Linked DNA regions of Mus musculus: regions 2 and 3 are each linked to region 1. The links are chromatin contacts, called in public HiCAR-type and promoter capture Hi-C maps. All regions are on one chromosome and are shown on one strand. The core of a region is the stretch at or near the end of the contact, and the rest is flanking DNA. Distances in the headings are between cores, read along the strand shown. Region 1 holds the start of Ahcyl2 (S-adenosylhomocysteine hydrolase-like 2). Region 2 holds the start of Lncpint (long non-protein coding RNA, Trp53 induced transcript). Region 3 holds the start of Klf14 (Kruppel-like factor 14).

Region 1 (3,588 bases), core at 336-2,835:
TCTTGCCTCTGACATCATTTAGCACTACCAAATGAAAAAGTTAACTGCCCTAAGTCATGAGGTAATTACAACAAAATGTTTTGCTGGAGCCAAGGTTCACCTAAACTCTACATAGTAAACCCAATGTACACTTCATATCTTTTTTTACTGTTGTTCTGACGGAACAAAATGCACCCATTATAATGGGAAAAAACGTAAATCATTGTGTTCATACTGTTCCCAAGAAATGAAAGCCACATTTTTTTTTAGATGATCCACAGATCTTGTCTTTTACCTCTTGTGCTGACATCAATAAATGGGAGAAAAAACGAGGGGAGTGGGTAAAGGGTATAGCCAATATATAAATAATTCGGGGGTACCATCATTACACGTTTCTATTTATGAAGGAAGCCGACAGCCCCAAACGATTACTTTCCTCAAAGTAGCAAGCATTTCTTCCTAACACTTTCTGCTCACGATAAAGATATGAATAAAATAAGCATTCTCTTCAGGTACAATCTGGTAATCCTAGAGACCAGCCCTCTTCAGGGTGAATGAAGCATCTTTCCATTACCGGTCTACAATCGCAGTACAAGAGAATTGCAATGGCTAGAAAGGAAGGGCACAGATCAGTACTACCCTGTGGAGAGCTGTTGGCCACAGAAAGGCAGAAAGTCATCATCTGTACAGAAGCCAGGCAACTCAGAGGGTTTCCCGAGCTCTCATGAGAGAGAGCTAACTACAGCTTCCTCGTTCTCCAAGGAAAAAGATCTTGCTATCCTTATCGCTGGAGGGAAGGTTTTTCTATGCCACCGAACAGTCCGGAAAATTACACGCGGGAGTGTGCTGGAGGCGCCGGGTGTAGTAGTAGGTGCTTCTCCTCCCCCTGCCTCGTTCAAGTAGTAGTGAAGGGCGCTACCTCCATGTTATTAGTAAAGTACGCCCGTGGTACCTAGAGGCTTCGCTTCGCAGCGGAGCACCGGGTGGCGGCCGCTCTAAGAGCGGGTTCAAGGGTGGGAGAAGACTCTCGGCTCCACGATCTAGAGGGTGTGGAACCGGGTGCCGCCGTGCCCTGAAGGGCCGCCACTCCCGTGCCCGCCCTCCCCGCCTCTCCGAGAAGCGAGGCAGCCCGACCCCAGTACCTTCTTGACCGTGCGCGGCGCCTCGGTGACCGTGCCGTCGGGGCTGACCAAGGCCTCGCCGCCGTCGCGATGCCGCTGGTGCTGGTGATGAGGGTCGCTCCGCTTCATGGCGGACGCTTGAGGGACCTTCCCGGCCGCAGGGCTCAGAGCCGCGGTGGGCCCCGAGCCCGGGCCGGGGGCCGGGGGCCGCTCCGCCGCGGGAGCCGGAGCTGGAGCCTCTGGGTCCCCGCCACCCGCTGGGGGTACCATGGCGCCCACGGCCGCCGCGCTCAGTCCCAACTGGGGCTCCGCCTCGGAGGGGCTCAGATCCTTCAGCTCCACCTCAGGCACCTTGGCGGCTGCCGCTGCTGACACAACCTGCACCGACATCACCGCCTCCACTGCAACCGCCGACTCTGACTCTCGCACCAGCTCCCACTCGGCCCCGCCTCCCGCCTCCCTTCCCCTTCCCTCCCCCATACCCCCACTCCTCCCCTCCATCGCCTCCGCTCCCACCCCCTTCCTCCGCCCGCCCGCTCGCTCGCCGCCAGCCCGGCCTCTCGAGCCTCGCCCCACCCCTGTCTGACTCACGCGCGAGGCGCCACAGAACCTGTAGTGCGCTTGCTCCGGGTTGCACGCGACTAGAAGACCGTGGGACCTCAGCAACCAACTTGCACTGCGCTCGCCTCGCGGGGGGGTGGGTGGGGGATAGGCCGCAGAGTCCCCTGGGAGTTGTAGTCCTTTCGTCCCTCCTCCGGAAAGTAGTTTTTGATGGAGAGGGAACTCCCAGGACAGCGACTAACAGAAAAGTATAAAAACGGATGACGCGACGGAATAGATGAGGAGAATGTCTCCAGAGGGGTTGTGGTTTCCGGAAAGGAATGCCAGAAACCCCAGGGAAAGTGGGGGGCAAGAATGACTCGCTCCCCTGACGGCGTGAATTTCCTCCGGAGTGTGCGCATGTGTGCTATCACGTGGGCGGCCTTTAAAGGAAAAGCGGCAGGTCAGGTGAGATGAATTCCGGCTCCAGGCTAGAAGGCATGGGGTTTCTCCATTCCGTTCCGAGCCTTTCTTCAGTGGGTTGGTTTCTAGAAGAAAAGAAATAAGCCATTTCCTGCTGTCATGCTTTCTGGCGTACTCTTGAATTAAGTAACTAAAATCAAATCCCCAAAGAAAGAAATCTCGTCAGGGTATGGTGGAGTACGCAGTAATAATTTGAACATCTGAAGTGTATGCGTCACCAGTGATAATAGTTCGAGGCCAGCTGAGCTATGAAGCAAGGCCCTGTCTTTAAAAAAAAAAAAAAAAAAGTTAATTCTACCGCACACATGTAATTAAAGGACCAGAAAAGAACTGGGAATCTACCCTGGGCCCTCTAAATGAGCAACAAATTCAATTAACTTTTGACCAGATCACCAGCTGCCAGTTTTATTTTTAATAACAAAAATAAAATAAAATTGCGTACCATTTGGTCATAGTGGTAAGCCCAACACTCAGGAGACAGAGACCTGAGAATCAGAAATGTGTTGAGGTTAGCTTTGACTGCTTAGCCAAAGCCTGTCACAAAAAGAAGAAACTTACCTGAAAGTAATGTTCTACTGATGATAGAATTTTTTTTCTTTTAAGAAGAGTTCTCCAATAGTCTTTTAATGATAAAAGGAAATAAATGCTTATAATTTTAAAAATCAGACTAAAAGCCAGGCGGTGGTGGCATAAGCCTTTAATCCCAGCACTTGGGAGGCAGAGGCAGGCAGCCTGGTCTACAGAGCAATTTCCAGGACAGCCAGGACTACACAGAGATACCCTGGCGGGGAAGGGGAAGGGGCATATAACAACATCAAGATGGCTTATCAGTTAAGAGCATCTGCTGCTCTTCCAGAGGTCTGGAGTTCAAGTCCCAGCAACCACATGGTGGCTCACAACCAACTATAGTGGTGATCTGATGCCCTCTTCTGACCTGCAGATGTACAAGCAGTTAGAGCACACATATACATTACAGAAAGAGGGAGGAAGGAAGTTAGACTAAAAAGTAGGAGACAACACCATACTTTCTAGGGATTTGAGAGTTGGCTCAAAATTTATGAGCCCTTGCTGTAATTTGTTCCCAACAACTACATTGGGCAACTCACAACCACCTGCAACTCCAGCTCCAGGGGGTGTGACACCCTCTTGTCCTACAGACACACACATATGCATAAGCTTAAAAATTATTTTAGTTGCACATTCTTTAAATTTTTATGTGAATATTACCTAAAGGGGGAAAAGGGCACTAAGATGTGGTTGACTTTTAGCATATTATGAGGTAGGCTTTTTTATTCCTAAAGAAACTGAGGCAAAGAGGATTATGGTTTGTGGCTGTTCAAAAAGTGACTGCAGCCCTAACAGCTCCCTTGGACTACCGGCCAGCTTGTCATTGGAAAAGCTACTTTTTTCTAAGCAAGAATAAGACAGAGACAAACGGGGGCTGGTGAGATGGCTCAGTGGGTAA
Region 2 (3,588 bases), core at 408-2,907, 1.5 Mb before region 1:
AAGGGATGGGACCAGAGAGGAGGGGTAAAGGAGACCCCAGTAAAGGGCAGGCCATTTCAGGTGAAGAAAGGTAAGAGGAATCTGTGAAGTCAAGGGCCAGGCTGTGGAGGAGATTAAAGGAGGTCAAAGAGAGGTAAGGGGGTAAGGTTGCTGAGAAGAGAACCAGCTGCTTCTTCCTGCTGCTGCTGCTGCTGGTGGTGGTGGGGTTAAGTATTTGGGAAGGCCTGAGCTGGGTACATAAGCAAAGAGCCTGAGCTGGGCGGTCCAGGCAAAAGAGGGTTAAAAGGATGAAAGAATTAGACTTGAGGTTAGAAGGCCATAAGGATGGGTGTTAGAATTAGAGGGAGACCTAATGCATTCATAAGTGATGGAGAGAGACGGATAATCAAGGCCAGGCCGGAATGTTGGTCCTCTCCCATCCCACTCCTCAGTTACTGAGTTAGTGTTTTCTTATCCTTTTTCCACAATTCTGCCAACCCCGTTTTCCTTATAAAGACGGAAAAGTGTGAACCAACAGAAAAATAGCAATTTAATCATAGATTTTACTTATAGGATGTTTTTCCATGGTACATAAAAATGTAGAGACAGAGAATTGCGATTCGAAGTAGACCCCCCCCCCCACACACCTTGCACACACATACATTGCAAGTCATTAAGACTAAGGACTTCAAACTTAGTTTCCATACATCACTAGACACGAATAAGCCTTTAAACGCTAATACTTAAGTTAAATGCTAGCAGTGGGGACAGAATTGGTGGTTTGGAATATCAGGAAAATGCACGTTTGCGCTCTGTCCACACACACGCATATATATGTATATATAATTTCTAGTGTGTAGCATGCACAGTATGATTAAGGGATAAGCATGTTTCCCTGATCATCTTATTTCCAACCAAGCACGCATTTTATGGCAGTCATCTTGTCACCATTTGGAAGAATGTGGTCAGAAAAGTAGTGCCCAAACTGCCACTTTGGTTTTGTCTGTACCTTACAGGTCATGGCTTCATACCTCACTTCCTGACACAAACAAGTTTTTACTGTTGTCAGCAACAAAGCCCTAATATAGCCGCGGAAGAGAAAAACTGCCTTGCATTTTGCCTCTTGAGAGCATCATCAACAGTTACCGGAGGAATGTAATTCCAGAAAGCTCCGAAACTGGTAGTGATGGTAATTATGGACCAAATGCCCGGTTCTGGTTGTTATTTTCTGGGCATTTCTGTTCTACCAACGATCTGCGAGTGAGCTCACTGAGAGGGCAAATCTGGCTTTTCTTTTTGACTTTGTAAAATTTAATCAGGCCTGATAGGGAACTCACAGCTCTTGGGGGAAAATAAAGTAGGAACCACGAAATGTCATTTTAACAGAGCGTGGGCTTGGTGACTGCAGGAAAGGATTTAAGGACGCTCCTGTTCCGCTTGCTGTGTAATGAGCACTGGCTCCACGCACGCACCGACGCCATAGCTCCCGGATGCAGTGGCTCCCTTATCTGGGCTTTCGCAGCGCCACAAGCCCCTTCGGGATGCTTCGAGGGGCTCCTGGTGGGTGGTGGTACAAATGCTGCCGCCGCCGCCGCCGGCGGTCCTGCTGCTGTTGTTGCTGCTGCAGTCACGTGGGAGCCCCTTTAAGTTTCCATAGAGAGGCCTCTCCGGTGTCACATGATGGACATGATATAATGAAACAACATTGTGGAGAGGAAAGCATTAGGGGAGCCCACGGCTACAAAACAAGTGAGAAGAGGTGGGAGAAAGAGAAACTACGCCACCTCCTCTGCAGCCGAGCGCACGCAGCAGCCTGGCGTGACAAGTGGGCGACGCCAGGGACAGAGAGTGGGGGTCCTCCGCCCGCTCCGGGGACCCTGTCGCCCACCGTGGTGCGCTGAGCAACTTTTAGCCGGCAGCCCCGCACCTGTCTCAGAGTCCCCATCGCTCCCCACCAACCATCATGGGAAAATTCTAGAAGAATACGCTCTCGGAATCTACGTGCGCATCATTTTCCTCCTCACTCCAGAGGAAGGAACCAGAAAAGAGAGCAAAGCGGTGTAGTGTTCAGCCTCAAGGTAAGTTCTTTAGGGTGGGGAAAACGGGTCCAGCAGGACTTGGGGACAGGATTTGGTGCTCAACTCCCACCTTGGGGGTGGAAAAAGCGTCCCCGCACTCTCGGTGAGGCAGATGGGTTGGCGCGTCATCTGTGCTATTTTCCCGGTGGACTCTCTTGACGTCCACCCTCGCAGTCCCCGGGGCCCCCTTACGGTCCCCCACAAGGGGCCTGAGGCAGCGGGCCAGGATGCTCGGCGGGTGAGCGAAGGAAGGTAGGGTTGCTGCGTGAAACGGGCATGTCGGAGCTATTTCGCCATGTTTGTGTTGCTAAGAGCACTTTTTTTTCCCCTTTGCGGTGGCTTGATGCCACATGGCTCCTCCGGAGCTGCTGCCGGGTTGAGAGCGAGTGGTTTTTTTTTTTTTTTTCAATGTCCGCATTCCAGCTAATGTTGCGCAGATAAAATTCAAACTTGAGGTAAACAGACGAAGAGGAGGAGGAGGAGGGGAGGGACCGGCGGGGGGGGGTTGGGGGGGGGGAGGGAGGACTGTTTCCATTTCGAGATCCCACCTCTTCACTCAGAGGAGACCAACATCCCGAACCTAGAGGCAACTCATGCATGGCTCCCACGCCCCCCCACCTCGGCCGTCAACAAGAAGTAAGGGCTGGGGGCGAGCGGTTGGGAGGGACGCGACGTTTTGGTTCTAGGGGGAAGGTGGGGGGAGAGGCAGCCCCTGGGAAGCCGGAGCTTTGACTTCGGCTATTATTTTGGCGGAGGGAAGCAGGATGCGTCCTCTTGCTCTGGAGATGGGGGGTTGTATGTCCCCCCTCTCTATCACTACCTAATCGTGTTGCCTCACTCCCCCCCACCACAGGTTGCCCCCACAGGCGGGATGGGTGGGGCTTTGAGGTTCCAGAAGGCAGGTTACCTAGCAGGTGTGTAGGGTGGGCATTTGGATTTGGTAAGTCGCTTGGATTTGGTAGGAGACCATGGGGGAGGCAAAGCGAGTGCGTAGGTAGAGCTAAGTCTAACGCTTATGTATGGGGGGGGTTGCTTTTAAAACCAAGAGAAAAATCAAGACAGGTCCCCCCCCCCCAATATGTCTGTTTCAGCTCGCAGCGAAGCTGCTGCGTGAGTGTCGAGGACGAGGGCGAGCTTCGTCATGTGGCACACACTGTAGGCTTCTGACAGCTTGGAGCTATCTACCCCCTCCCGCGCGCGCCCGGGGCGGAAGGTGTGGGTTGGGTGGTCCGAGGCGGGTGACGTCCGAGGCGGGGTGGGGACAAGACTCCGGAGCGCCTGGGTCCGCAGCCACGGCTTGCTCGGCACGGCGTGTCAGGGAGGAGGCGGCCACGTGAGGGGTCCGCGGCAGCTCGCGAGCTGAAGGCTGGGGGCGAAGTGCGTAGCAAGAGTCGTGACGGGGGTGACACGCAGCCGCCGTGGCCCTTTGCTCACTGCCCACGCAGAGCCGCGCCGCGGGTGGGTGCGCACTCACGCGCCCGCTCCCGGGAGACCGTTTCCGGCTCAGGGCTCGAGCCCGGGCGGTAAACAG
Region 3 (3,588 bases), core at 413-2,912, 1.2 Mb before region 1:
GATCTAAAACAGATATGACAAAATAGTAACATTTATGAATTATACCAGACAGGTACACTTGTATTATATTCTCTCATCATTTTAAAATATCTCCACACGTTTTTCTAAAGCATAAATTTAAAAGAAAAATCAGGTACTAAATCATTCTCAGAGAATGTTCATGTATGGATTGCTGCAGCATCTGAAAATTTGAGGCAGTATCTTTAACAAAAATGAATCCGTTTTAGAATTGGGTCTCTTTAAAAATAATACAACTGCCAATACTATTTTAAAACTGCTGAAATGGACAGTCAGTTCTACAGGTATCAACCCACAAATCATGCTGGGAGAAGCAAGCTGCAAAGAGACATGTGCAGCACAGTAACACTTGCCCACATTTAAAATACACTAACAAAGATACATGGGTCTATTTACATACTTAGGTAGCTGTGTAATAAAGCACAGCAAATGTTAGAAGAATTTACCCTTTATGATACTGATTAGCGAGGGAGAAAACGAACAGTGCTAGAGAAACGAGGGAAATGACATTCTACCCTCTCTGGATGCTTAATATAAATTTAAAATTTGAAGCAAACACGACAAAAATATCATATTTGATTATTCTAATCATCAAGTATATGGACATATGTTATTCTTGAAGCATGTGTATCATTTTACTTTTCCAAAGAAAAAAATAGTGAAGCATTGCAAATAAAGTGCACATAACGTAATAGTACAAAAGTAAAGCCTATGTACATCCCAAACCGTGGTAGCACTACATTTAGAAATCATCCTGTTTATTTTCTGTGGGGTTTTTAATTTTTAAAAAATAAAAAGGGGGGCAAATAAAGCCGTGAAGGCATGTGAAAGAAATCATTCATATTTGATTATAAAAAAGAAAAAGCCCCCACAGTCATAAACCACTGGATGAGCATTCTATACTATTTTGCTGCATATTCTTAATTTTAATTTTTTTGTCAAAAGAGAACTAGAAGAGGTTGCCTAATTGGAAACGTGACTTTCTATTATTAAAATTGTGGGAGTCCATTTTAATGTGTTTATCTCGCTGCTAGTCTGTAATTTATATTTCAGCGTGGATATTTGTTTGTGTGCCTGTGACAGGTTAATGCAGTTTAAACGTGCGTTTTTTTCTTTCGTTGCTTGAATAGTTAAATCGTTACTTCAAGGATTTTAAGTTTCTATTTCAAGCGGGGATGATTCTTTGCTCTCGCCAGGGTTAAAACCGTTTCTGATTCAAAACGCTATTAATTAATGGCTACGCGGTGATCTATTGGCGACAAGGCTGCCGATCCTGCATTAACAGCCGAACTGCTAAATGAGAAAACTTTGTTTCGCCCCCGTTTTCTTTTGGATGAAGACTTGGGGCTATTTTCCATTTGAGCTGTGAGCGGTGGACGCGAGTCAAACGCAATCGCAGCCCACTTCGCCAGCGATCGCGTTTGCGAAGCGAAAGACAAGTCAGGTATTAGCGCCGCTTTTTTTTCCCTCGCCGCTCCCTCCTCCCCCTTAGAGGATAAAAAAAAGTTTCTAGGACTCTGCCTGACACCCAGCTGGCCAGAGACCAGGGGCGAGGGGGGCGAGGCCGGCAGGCTGCCCAGAAGTTGCGATCCGGGACTTGCGCGCATTGAAATTACCTGGCTCGCCAGCAGCGGAGAGAAAGCGCAGACAAGATAATTTCCCAGGCTGCTGGGAATGCCATAGCCCGCGCGGCAGCGCGATCCAGGGGTGTCCTCGGGCCGGGGCGGGTCCCCGCCACCCCCGCAGGCTTCAGTGCGTCAGGGCGCGTCAGGCGGGGCGGGCTCGGCTCCGGCAGCAGCGGCTGCGGGCGGCGAGCGGCGCGCACCGGCTTCCAGCTCGTCTGGCTCCAAGCGGCGGGACGGACGCTCCCGGGGACTCTCCGGCCCGCGGCTGGCCGCGCTCGGACGGCGCTCGCCCGCAACCGGGCGCCGCCAGCATGTCGGCCGCCGTGGCTTGCCTGGACTACTTCGCTGCCGAGTGCCTGGTGTCTATGTCCACCCGCGCCGTGCTGCACCGGCGCGCAACGGACCCCGAAGGCGCGAGCGCAGCGGCTGTCTCCGAGGTGGGTGCAGTGTCTCGGGAGTCGGCGGGGAAGGGTACCGGGTCACGGGGGGTGCTGTGGATACCCCCAGTCCTCCAGGTCCCCACCCCGAGCCCCGGAGAAGGCGATGGCGCGCCCCACCTGCTGGCTGCGAGCGCTTTGGCTGATTTAAGCTGTGGTGCCCGGGAAGACTTCAGGGAAGACTCCGAAGAAGCTCCGTGTGCCTCAACTAGCTGCTTCGAGCCGACCTGGTGCTCCAGCCCTACTGGGGGCTCTGAGCCTACCCAGGCCTTCTTCGAGGATGAGCTCTCTGACGCCGAGAGCTCCTGCAGTGATTCTGCTATCCTGGATGCGCCTGAGGCCTCAGAGGAGCCGGATGACAGCGGAGAAGTGCCCGAGGGGCCCCCAGGGGCCCGCCCTGCGCCATCAACGGGCCCGACGTACCGAAGGAGGCAGATTACGCCCGCATCCAAGCGACATCAGTGCTCCTTCCATGGCTGCAACAAGGCCTACTACAAGTCGTCGCACCTCAAGTCACACCAGCGTACCCACACGGGGGAACGCCCCTTCTCCTGTGATTGGCTCGACTGCGACAAGAAGTTTACGCGTTCTGATGAGCTAGCCCGCCACTACAGGACGCACACCGGTGAAAAGCGCTTCTCCTGCCCGCTGTGTCCCAAGCAGTTCTCTCGGAGCGACCACCTGACCAAGCATGCTCGTCGCCATCCAACTTACCATCCCGACATGATCGAGTACCGAGGTCGTCGTCGCACTCCCCGCCCTGAGCCACCACCCCCAGCCATGGTGGAAAGCTCTGGTTCCGACTCCAGCTCCTCTTCTGGCCAGGAGACCAGCTTCACTGCTTGCCTGTAGGACTGTCTTGCTGTCTATCTTTCCCTCAAGCACAACCCCCACCCCCGCTGCCCCCCAGGCCGTTGTCCATGCCTTCTCTCTGTCCATTCCTATTTTCCAGGGTCATTAGACCGAGGTACAGACTGGTTGCTCCGCACTGGGGATGGGTTCAGACAAACTTGTCGGACTCTGGAGAGGGACTGGGAGCCAGAAGATAGCAGGAAGTCCTGCAACACAAACATCTTCTGAAATGAACGGTTTCTTCCAAACAGCCTGCAGGAACCTTTGAGAAGGGATGAACTCTCCAGCGTACTGAAGTTTCTTCCCTCCATGGCACCAGAGATGTAAAACTGAATTCTGAGATGCTGGAGGATCTCCCAGTTCCAAATGACTCTGGTGTCTCACCCATTGGCCAGGGCGGACTTTGGAGAGGGTGTCCAGGGTGGCAGCCTTGGAAATGTCCAGATTTGGATGAAGAGAGGCCTTTGGAAACAGAAAATATTTCTATTTCTGTAAACAGCAATGTTTACTAATTTATTTTCGGTATCTTGTAAACAAAAATTCAGGTTGATGGGAAGCTAATGTCTTTGACTCTCCCGATTGCCCCAGCTACCTCTGCTTTGTGGATGTATGGCTGGGAGATGCTTTTTGGTGCCTGGGGAGTGGTATGAGTCTGC

What was found. Promoter capture Hi-C pulls out the DNA fragments that hold promoters and counts their contacts. HiCAR-type assays count read pairs that join an accessible place to other places.
Region 2: a contact with region 1 is called in a promoter capture Hi-C map of pre-B cells. The contact joins the promoter of Lncpint here to the promoter of Ahcyl2 in region 1.
Region 3: a HiCAR-type map of astrocytes shows a contact between it and region 1, with 2.9 times the contacts expected there. The contact joins the promoter of Klf14 here to the promoter of Ahcyl2 in region 1. A contact is called at or near these places in 5 of 39 promoter capture datasets (the 3T3-L1 cell line, liver, maxillary cranial neural crest and 1 more) and 1 of 115 datasets of contacts at active chromatin or transcription factors (astrocytes).

What each region holds. Positions count from the first base shown.
Region 1 is chr6:29,766,440-29,770,027 of GRCm38.p6, reverse strand. It overlaps Ahcyl2 (S-adenosylhomocysteine hydrolase-like 2), which reads right to left and starts at 1,585. Exons shown (of 17, transcript NM_001171000.2): 1 at 1,122-1,585. The coding sequence starts at 1,490.
Region 2 is chr6:31,216,543-31,220,130 of GRCm38.p6, reverse strand. It overlaps Lncpint (long non-protein coding RNA, Trp53 induced transcript), which reads left to right and starts at 1,657. Exons shown (of 4, transcript NR_110471.1): 1 at 1,657-2,057.
Region 3 is chr6:30,957,064-30,960,651 of GRCm38.p6, reverse strand. Klf14 (Kruppel-like factor 14) reads left to right here and starts at 1,662. Exons shown (of 1, transcript NM_001135093.1): 1 at 1,662-3,588. The coding sequence starts at 1,955. The coding sequence ends at 2,932.